Linked DNA regions of Mus musculus: all the other regions are linked to region 3. A link is a contact called in public HiChIP or PLAC-seq data. All regions are on one chromosome and are shown on one strand. The core of a region is the stretch at or near the end of the contact, and the rest is flanking DNA. Distances in the headings are between cores, read along the strand shown. Region 1 has its middle 28 kb from the start of Gm32434. Region 2 has its middle 71 kb from the start of Gm32434. Region 3 overlaps Rnd3 (Rho family GTPase 3).

Region 1 (3,152 bases), core at 329-2,828, 330 kb before region 3:
TTTTCCTCTGTGTGGACTCATTCCCTCTTTGGCTCTCAGCCCTGGGGCGATGAGGTAAAATTTCCCTCATTCATGCTATAATAGCTCACATCTCCTTCTCTCTCTGATAACAAAGAGGAAGAATCCAGCTTGCTAGCTGTCCTTGTGCACACAAGGCTAGGAGAGAGCAAGACTGCTCTCTCCTGTGCACAGAAGGCACAGAGAGCAAGACCGCCCTCTCTACAAGTGTGCACACTAGAGACCACAGAGTGCTTCAAGGGAGAGAAGGGAATCTTGATGGTTTTGATCTTGTCATTATTTTCCATAGGTGTACAGCACAGTCTATCACAAAGCAATTTCTTCCTTTATATAATTTTATCTAGAAAAACGAGTGGGTCTGTGTCTGATGGTCCCCTTGACATTTACACGTAAAAGCTTAAATTATAATGACAATTTTCCCTTGTCTTTAGCAAAGTCGCCATTAATTAAGAACCCACAGGGTAAATTGGTAATGTCATTTCTCTAGTTTTCATTAGTGTTGACGTACAGTAATAAAATTTGCTGAAGACATTTATGAATCAGTGCTTTTCCAGCTGCAAGTGCTCCCCCATTGCTGAGGCTTCATTAAAACAGTTTTCATTCACAAGTGAGGAGAGATGAACTACTTCTTGGGGATCTATTTCTATTTGATTGCATAAACAACACTGCACACCTCTGATATGTATGCCTTGCATGTATATCAAATCTATACAAATAAAAAAGTGCATAGCTCTTTGTAAAACACTAAAAAGAACAGAAAGGCAGCTTGGACTTTCATGGTAACCTACAGTGGAACACCACTCAACAGCATGAAAAAGGGTTGGAGAAGTGGCCAAGCTGGTACAGGTACCTTCTGCTAATCTTGAAGACCTGAGCTGGACTTCTGAAACTCATGAAGGAAGCAAAGGATAAATTCTTGAGAATTTTCCTGATTTCCACACATGCACTGCAGCACACAGGCATGCAAATAATGTGATTCTAGAGAACTGGTTGCAAATTCTAATATCCAGACACCATAAACCGCCACGTTACTCTGCCCCTTGTAGGGGAACATTTCCCCCTTAACTCATCTGTAAGGAAAATTAAGTGACTGGCACTTTTTATTTTTGGATGTTCTGAAAAATCCCACCAATCAGGGTGAGAGTTCTTTAGAAAGCAGAGTCTGAGGTACAAGGAAAGAGATAGGCTCCTCTGTTCCATGTGTCCGCCCAGTTGCTTGACTGTGGATTCAGCTGTGTTAGCTGGCTTCAGAATTCCTCTTTGAGCAAATGTCTGATCCTCATGTATTAGTGTGTTAATGTGGATGCGAAAGTTGGCTCTCATGTTAGTCAAACCGTTTTCTTAAATTGCATACGTTCATTTTAGTAGAAGGGCTGATTCACTTTCTTAATGCGTTTGAATTGGAAGCAACCTGAAATGCTGTCCCAAGGTGAGAAGAAGCATAAAAAGGCATTACTTTATGAATCCCCCCGCCCAAATTCCACAGCAGAATGCTTGCCAAGCAATCTGACTCTAAGTAAATCCCCTTGGTGCTAAGAGTTTTAGTGAGCACATGCCTAAACCATTTGCATGAGAAGAGCAAATGCAGAGCACATGTTCTCAAACACGTTCATTTGAGAGCAACATGTATGCCAGAGCCAAGAATCTGAACACTGGCCGGAAACAAGAGAGGGTGTAAAACGTCCCTGTACAGAAATGTAACACTTGTCCATAATGTCTAAGGTCGTCTCTTCCAACAACGGGAAATTGGTTTAACGAATGAGAGGGGTGTGGCTTGCTGCAGGGCTTGGCTGTAGCAATTTGACTGCATGAGACAGATTTTGTAAAGTAGAAACTATTCTTGCACTTTCCACCATACCTAAAGCCACAAGGCAAGATTTCTGTTTTTGTTTATGGTGAAATAATCAGACTGTGGAGCAAATGCTTAAAATAACACCAAGACACAAAACAAAACAAAACAAAACAAAACACCATAGTTACATGACATTTCTAGGCTAATTAATTAATACTAAGATTCATTCAGAAGAAAGTTATTGATCTACTTCAAAGTTAGTAGAAGAGACAATGATACATTCATGGCAGACATGCCCTTTTGTTAAGATTTATGATTGGGAAGTATTATGATCAATAAAAATATTTTTACTTACTTAAGTGTCATCAGGCCAGGGTAGACATGAGGAGGTCAGAGGACTACTTTCAGGAGTTGCTTCCCTCCATCCACTATGGATCTCCAGTATTAAACTCAGGTCATCCAGCTCACACAGCTAGAGTGTTTATCTGCTGAGCCATCTCTCCAGCCCCACAATAAGATTTCTATTGTATATGGTGGAATCTGGAGTCCATTGATAAAACTGCAATTTGGATAAAGGGAATAAAGACCTTGATGGTCTTTATCAGGAAAGCACCATCCTATAGATATAGTGTTGCTGACTAACTTTGCTTAATACTATTCATTTTTGTTCCATTTTATGATAAGACATACTGCCAGTAAGTCTCCAGTGACCACTGTGTTTCCCCTGTGGCCAATTACACTTACTGTGAACAGAAACCCTCATGAGCTCTGATCATCTCAGTTCTAAGTAGGCAGTGGTGATGCAGAAGGCCAGAAAGATCCAGGTGTCAATTCCAGTTGGAGACAAAATATATCCTTGAATTTGGAGTAAGTCCAGAAACCTCAATTTATAAATACTATCTATCTTCAGGGATTGTGGTGGTGAAGCAAATGTGGGAGACAGTGCACCATGCTAGGCACTTGGTAACTATTAACTATTCTCTTTTCTGGTGAGCAGGGTAAGACAGGGTGATTAAAAACAAAGTAATGTGCTTCACATTTGATGGGCAGTGGGCCAAGCCCATTTGGGTGGTTAGGGTGGACAAAGCAGCCCTCTGCCTTCTCCCTGCAACGCATAACAGGTTCTCTGTCAGTTTGGGTTCTGCAAAGTCAGTTCTCACTGGTTCCAATTTTCTGTCCTCCAAAATAGCTCAAATTAAACAAAGCAAAAACAGAACAATCCCGTTCTGAGAAGAGATGAACTTTAGCTCTAACACCCGATGCCAGGGCCAATCTAATTACACTGTGCAGGCTTCGATGGCACTTTCCCTCTCTAATTTAAAGTTAAATTATTATGGGAAGA
Region 2 (3,453 bases), core at 431-2,930, 370 kb before region 3:
AGTGAGTTCCAGGACAGCCAGGGCTATACAGAGAAACCCTGTCTCAAAAAAACAAAAAACAAAAAAACAAAACAAAACAAAACAAAACAAAAAGCTACATTAATTAGTCTGTAGCAGAGTCTCTGCTCATACGAAGAATTCTAGTGTTTGGAAACCATTATAAAGTTGGGGTGAGTGTACATGAAGATACTTAAAATTACTAAGTAGAAAGTAATTACATAGGAAGGTCTGAGGTAAAGAGGATGAGAGACTGGAGAACTGGCCTTATAGATAGTGTTTCTAGCATAGGCCCAGGGTAGGGAAGGGACAAGCAAAGAGACCAGAGGTGACCATTTGGGAGACTAGAGGATAAAAGAGAGGGTTTAAGTATCCAACTGAAAGAAATATTGAAAAAGAAATAGGAGGGCCCATTTTGAATGGGAGATGAAAGTTGAGCAAGATCAAAACTAAAATGGTTTAATCATATGGGAACAACCTTGAGGTAGCTGATTTCCTGAGGCAGGGAGATGATAAAGCATGTGTCGTCGGCACAATAGTATTTCCTGAGAGAGTGGACCACAAAGCTGTGTCAACGGTGAGTAAAACTACACTTTCACAGATGAGGTGAGATCATAAATTCACCCAGCATAGTTTTGATGTTAGCAGCTGTAAGCTGCTATTCACTCTTAATGATTTTATTAGTTGGGCAAAGACAGACACGTGTGTTTGCAGCACGTAAGGACCTCTGACAAAAGACAGAAGCAGAGGAGAGGAGAAAGAGAGGCCAAGCTTTCTCTGTTATTATCCAGACAGGAGAGGAACAGCAGCGGACTATTTGATCCTTCTGACATTGTGCCACTCCTGATGTAGGCAGGGACCTTCAGTTTATGGAGGACTTTCACAGACATGACCTTAAATGACCTTTGCAACAGCTTTCTAAAAGAGGAACTGCAAGCCTTACTCTACAGATGAGAAAATTAAGATTTTGGTAGATCTGGTGCTGTTTGTCGTCAGACAGTGAAGTCCTTCAGGCTCCTTGCTTAGTTTAAAGCTTAGCGTTGACTTCAGTAGACCTAATTTGGATTGCTTCACTGCAGTGTTGAAATTCTCTGGAGTGGATAAAGTCCAGTTTGCCCCTTCCATAATACCATCATTGCTCTTTGCAGAAGCATTGAAATGGCTTCAAAGGCCCCCTTTATTTTCATTTACATCAAATGATACTACATAGCTAATATAATACTACAATCAATGCCACGCATCTTTGGCTCTTCAGCTTATTAAGAGTTTAGTCAAAAAAGAAAGTCCTAGAAATTCTACTTTGATCCAATTCTAGGAATTATTAATTCAGTTTAAAAGCATTAAAACTCCTCAGTCATAACCACGTTACAAGAAAGCTCAGGAGATTTGGGGTCACGTAGCCCAAGGTCAGGTACAATTCTGGTTGGGCACGGACTGGGTAGTTTTATTCACAGTTGGCATGGGTTTTAGGCAAATGGCCTGTATGCCCAAGGCCTTAGAGCAGAGCTTGGATACACTGTTCACAACACTTCATGAGCATAGAAAGATTTCAGATTGGGCTGTGTCTGATTTATATCTCAACAAAGAGAGAGACAGGCATTGTCAGCTAAGTGGCTAAATGAGCAACAGCTGAGTTGAAGGGCAAGCGTAGTAGATGGAGCTCATCCACAGACAGGCACCAAAGTATGGCTTTAAAAAGAGCAATTATGCGGGGCCTTTTTAGTACATTGTTGGGCTACTAGAGGCACTGTCTCCATCCTTACTTATTAGCGTGGAAAGTCTAATCCACAATGCCCTAAGGAAGGGTTCTTTGCTCAGAAATGTGGCATTCAGTTTCTGTAACTCTGCATGGAAATTCCTTTTAAAACTGTGCATTTCACAAAATGTAGTAATTGCCCTGGGGTGTAAAAAATTATGGAAGACGAGGGGGGTGATCACAAAGCCAGCATACGCACGAAGGAGAAAGAAGCACACAGAAACCTCATTGTTTCCGACTATCATCAAAAATAGGTCAGAAAACAAGTTCTGCTTTGATGTGAGATGTTTTCCTTTCCAGAGAATTCTGCGTAATGAAGTGTAACCTCAGCAAATGGAAACTGGAGTCAATAAAAAGCCAGAGAACTCATTACAGAAATAGTGTGGGAGAATTTGTTTCCAGGACATATTTTAGGAGAATCTCGATCCCCCGTGGCTTCTATCAAACTTTTTCTTAGTGTTACTCCTCTTTGAGGTAGGTTGATCTATTGAGGCAGATGTAGGCACATGGAGCAAATATTACTGAGTACGTATTCTCATGTCTGTGGCATAATTAAGAACTCCCTTATGCATGCCAGGCAGTGTGGAGAGGGTCTTGGTTTTCCGTCATAGAAGCTCGGTTCCGTTTCTACTTGTTAGATCTCCAGCTGGGTAATTTGTTTTTTCCTTAAATGTAAGATTTTCTATCTGTAAAATGAGAGTCATTTTTATTTGTTGTCATGGAGATGTGGGAAGCAAAGTATGTCAGAGATGATTATCTCTCAAAGTCATCATTAAATTCCCATAGGAGGCTGTGTGTCTGTATGTTCATGCGCACATTGCTATGGTGGTGGTGGTGGTGGTGGTGGTGGTGGTGGTGGTGGTGGTGGTGGTGGTGGTGGTGGAAGCAGTAGTGATTGTGTGTTTATGGGTTAGGGGGTACTGTTTCTTTGGATTTGGTTCTGGAGAGATGTTTTCTTCTATGGCTTCAGTTAGCCATGTAGAAGCCTTTCTTAGTACTGCCATTCAACCATGGCTGAAATTCTTAGCCTTCTATTCTCCATGTAACCTCTAGCCTTCCTTGTAAATAGTGACTGTTCTTTTTACCTGCACAGCCTCATGATTTGGATTCTGTCAGATTCTACTACTACTACTAACTACTGTCCTCTCATTCTGCCTATCAGAGAGCTCTAGATTCACATCCATTGATAATGTCAGCAACCATCGGCAGTTGCAATGGGCCTTCTCACTGGATCTGTACTGAACATACTTCTTAAGCTCCTCCTGGGATTATTGCATGATAGGCAAGATCTCTTTTGTAGTTTTGTTGCCAGAGGGTAGTTACAATCTGGGATTGAAAAATATTTCCACAGCTGTTAATGAGACAATGTTCATTAAGATGTCATTCACCAGTGAGCTCCCTTTTACTGTCTCTGCATCTTACCTGCTGCTTGGAGAAAAGTATTCATCAAGAAAATGGCAATATAGCCCAGATTGTGAGGTATCACATAGTCCATAGGACGGCAGTGTCTTTCTCAAAACAATGTCCAAGTAGAAGTAGGGATACACACACACACACACACACACACACACACACACACACACAGACACACACGGGGGAGGGGGGATGTGTGTATTGTGTGATTGACGTTTCCTTGGAGAAATTCTATACACATATCTACTCAGTTGGTCAATCTCTTTTCTGATCAGTTTAACCATTCT
Region 3 (3,536 bases), core at 112-2,611:
CAAATGAAAGACAACTGCTGGACCAAGTGGTGATGGCTAACTGGGTCCTGATGTTTGCAATGTAGGTGTAGTTGAGGAATAACTGAGGTTTATATTGAAACAGAGTCTCAAGGTCTTGTCCAGACTTGAATCACATTCCTGAGCCGACTTCTCTTGTACAGCTCCCCTTCCAGCCATGGCCTCTCGTGCTGCTTGCTTCCCCTGTGCTTTTAATGAACACTTAAAGTAACAAATTTTACTGTGTAATTTCTGCCCAAAGTATCCACTATTCCTAACTTCCTTATCTTGGTAGCAATTCCTTATAGGAAAAACTTTCGACTTACTTTTTTAAGTGTAAGGTATCACACTTTTTAAAAGATTCAGTGAAGAGGATTTTTCAGTTTGCAGACTTTAGAAAGGTAAAGTTTTAGTATTTGAGCTGGTTTTGCAACAGGTCCAAAGGTCTCCCTTTTAGGCACGGCTCTTGGTCCATATATGTTTAATCATGTACATATATGGTATGCTGTATCTCTGCATCGGGGTGACTTCAGCAGGCAGGTATGTGTTTGAAGAATTAGTTTCTAGGTGAGGCACTTTGTGACTCTTCTTGGGCTGGAAATTTTCCTCTCAGTCCAAATTAATGATCTTGAAGACAGAGATGGGGTAGACCTGCAATTTCAAAAGTCTGTCAGAACTTTTCTGATGTTTGCCAAACTCGAGCAACAAAGAACCCCCAATGCATGCTTATTCTAATCCAAGCCTGGATAAAGCCTTTCAGCTTCGAGAGGGGATGGGTGGACCTTTCAGCTGCGGGAGTGGGGCTGGAGTGGGGCTGGAGTGGGTGGACTTGGTCGGAGTGAGACACTTGCTTTGCATATAGTCCGGTTACAGCTTTATACTAAAACAGTTCCCTGCAATTTGCCAATGGAGAGTTTGGTAGGTTATTTAAAGGGGGGCCTTAAGTGCAGTGCTGTGTCTTTAAGGACGATGCTGCCCTGGAAATGTCCCTATGCAGGAAGCCCCTTCTACAAGCCAAGGAAGTTTTATTTGACAAGCAAAGCTTCATCCTTAGATTTATTGGATTTTAACTCTGGTACATTCTTAGGTACTGAAGTGTAGGCTGAGCACACGAGGACCCACTGTGTTTGAGCACACCGTAAAAACACGTTCAGTTAGCACCTTCCAACCTTAAACTAGAATCAATAGAAATTAGTATTTCTGAAAGCCTGCCTTCCCAAGGTGCCGAGGGACTTCTCCAGCTGCGGGATGCAGCAGGAATCCGGGGCTGGCTTTGTTCTCTCTTTGAGGGCTTACTCTCCACTGTTTGGAGTCTCCTGCGTCTCCGGGACTCCTCAGTTGACAGGGCATTCCTAGGATTCTTCCCACACATGCCTGTGGTGATCAGCCCTTAGCTTGCCGACTTCCTTTGTGCAGGTCACAGAGCTGATCACAGAAGAGAAGGGTCCCTCTTACCCAATGAACTGTGAGATCTTTCCTGTTAGAACAGTTTTCTAAGTTCACTTTCCTTACTCTGAAAAAAAATGGAGACAATAGTTTTGGGTGTTCCCCCTCCCCCCATCCAGGAAAAAAATCTTAACCTTAAGCTTTCAAAAAATAATGAATAAATTATCTTCTATGGCAAGTTACTCTTCTCGTTGGTGGTCGAATTACAGTTATGAGTTTGAGGATCTGTTTTATTAGCGCCCTTGGGCACTTGTTGATCAAAAAGCTGCATTGTTTACTGCTGGGGGCTGGACTGGGCTCAGATCAAAGTCCTGCTCTTAATTAGATCTTGTTAAAGCGCCTAGGAGTTACCTCTTTACCTCCAAGCTTGGTGGCTGATGTCTCATGAAGCGTTACACTACATATGTATTTTCATCCAAACTGTTAAACCAAATAAAAACAAAGGCAGAAACAGGCCTCCATGAGAATCTTGTAATCTTGTTTAACTCGAAGAGAACTGTTTCTTTTTAAAGTCAATCAAGAGAGTAAATTTCCCTCTTATTTGCATATAGTCACTGAGCACAAAAGCTGCCTTTCTTTCTTTTTTTTTTCTTTATCTTTTTTTTTTTTTTTTTTTTTTTTTTTTTGGAGGCAAGCAATCTCCAGCCTGTGACAGAGGGCTGAGCACAAAGCCAGATCCCTTTGTGGCCTTAAACTGGGTGGGGGAGGGGAAGCAGCCCACAAAAGGCGGGGTGTTCTCTGCAGCCACATGGTGACTGGAATGTTGCAACCCAGCCTCTGGATTTTTCCCAGCAGTCCCAAGTTTAATTAAATTAGTTTTGCCCCTTTGACTTCCTTCAGCCACCTTTGGAAAAGATGGTCTCCATTGTCCTGTAAATACTGCGCTCTGCCACTCTGTGCAGGCAGCGTCCTAAAGGAGCCTGGCACCTCCAGATTCTAATCATGTCCCATAGGTCTAGACTGGAGAGCATAAGACATGAGCTTTCTGACACCTGTTTGGCTTTACACAGTAGGCTGACTCTGACAGTGTAGGTCGGGTCAGGTCGTTGGAGCTAGCTTTGAAGAACAGAAGAGAGCCTCCTCTGTCCTCCTTTGAATTTCTTCTCTGTACAGTCTGGGATTTTTTGTGGCAGGCTATTAGGAAAGAGATATTCTAATGCTCACAGCAGCAGCTGTGCCAAAGTTAGACTTTGGACAGGCAAACAAGGAAGGTTACAGTGGAGAGAGTCAGAGCTGCAGAACTAATGTAAAATATCAGTGTATCCATAGAGGGTAAAGCCATCCCTTTCTGGTGCCTTTCAAGAAAAACTTAGGGTGAATTCTAAGTGTCCACCTTAGAGTTACTCTCACCTCTAATTTCTTCAAGTTGCTGAAAGGGTAGCCACTGCTTGTCATTTTTAGAAACACATTACATATTTTTCTTATTCATTTCAACTAAGGCCTTAGCTCTCTGGGAGTACCTTTCATTCAGGGTTTTTTACCTCACTTCCAGCCTCCCACAGGCCAGTGGGAGGCTGCTGACCTGTCTGAGAGCTTCTTAGCCTTTCTTCACTGCTGAGGCATTCCTTCCTGGTTCCTAGGACATCCGCATCTTCCTAGCTCAGCACACAGACTCTCCATCTCTAAAGCAGAACTGAGGTACACACAGTGCGGGTAGGGATTGCAGCGATGAGTGCCCAGAGCCTAGCACACACACACACTAACTACAATAACCTCTAGGAAGAGACAACAGACTCCTGAAGGCCAGATGTCTTTGTACTTTTTCTTTGAGACATTGTCTCTCTTGCTCAATGGAGAAGGAGCATGGAAATACTAGTGTACTCACATGGAGAGTTAAACAATCTTGCATTCTCTCTACAGCTCAGGTAGGCCTCAAAATTGCAATCCTTCTTTACCCTGCTACTGGACCTGACTAAAACCATTTCTTTGAATAGCTCCCCCCATCCCCCACCTCTCTCTGTGTGTCTGACTTGGACCACCAAAGTTTTGACTTAGGGAAGGCATGTTGTGTTTTCCTGCCAGAAATGCAAAATTATGTCAAAACTAAATCAAAAGTCAAAAAAATCTTTAGCGTATTTGCATTTGCCTAATAA

What was found. HiChIP or PLAC-seq counts read pairs in DNA pulled down with a chosen protein or histone mark.
Region 1: an H3K4me3 HiChIP or PLAC-seq map of forebrain shows a contact between it and region 3, with 5 times the contacts expected there. The contact joins two enhancer-like sites. A contact is called at or near these places in 2 of 39 promoter capture datasets (frontonasal cranial neural crest and second pharyngeal arch cranial neural crest), 5 of 484 Hi-C or Micro-C datasets (cerebral cortex, forebrain, nephron progenitors and 1 more) and 16 of 115 datasets of contacts at active chromatin or transcription factors (bone marrow-derived macrophages, craniofacial prominence, embryonic forebrain and 7 more).
Region 2: an H3K4me3 HiChIP or PLAC-seq map of embryonic limb bud shows a contact between it and region 3, with 2.8 times the contacts expected there. The contact joins two enhancer-like sites. A contact is called at or near these places in 5 of 39 promoter capture datasets (the 3T3-L1 cell line, 3T3-L1-derived adipocytes, the HPC-7 cell line and 2 more) and 2 of 115 datasets of contacts at active chromatin or transcription factors (embryonic limb bud and neural progenitor cells).

What each region holds. Positions count from the first base shown.
Region 1 is chr2:51,464,272-51,467,423 of GRCm38.p6, reverse strand. No RefSeq gene overlaps it. Among named protein-coding and RNA genes, the nearest start is that of Gm32434, 28 kb to the right of the region's middle. Within about 2 kb of position 1,578, at least 13 of the 459 cell types and tissues checked have an H3K27ac peak or open chromatin away from gene starts, as enhancers often do.
Region 2 is chr2:51,506,893-51,510,345 of GRCm38.p6, reverse strand. No RefSeq gene overlaps it. Among named protein-coding and RNA genes, the nearest start is that of Gm32434, 71 kb to the right of the region's middle. Within about 2 kb of position 1,680, at least 10 of the 459 cell types and tissues checked have an H3K27ac peak or open chromatin away from gene starts, as enhancers often do.
Region 3 is chr2:51,138,481-51,142,016 of GRCm38.p6, reverse strand. The region is part of intron 2 of Rnd3 (Rho family GTPase 3); the gene reads left to right. Among named protein-coding and RNA genes, the nearest start is that of Rnd3, 8.9 kb to the left of the region's middle. Within about 2 kb of position 1,361, at least 183 of the 459 cell types and tissues checked have an H3K27ac peak or open chromatin away from gene starts, as enhancers often do.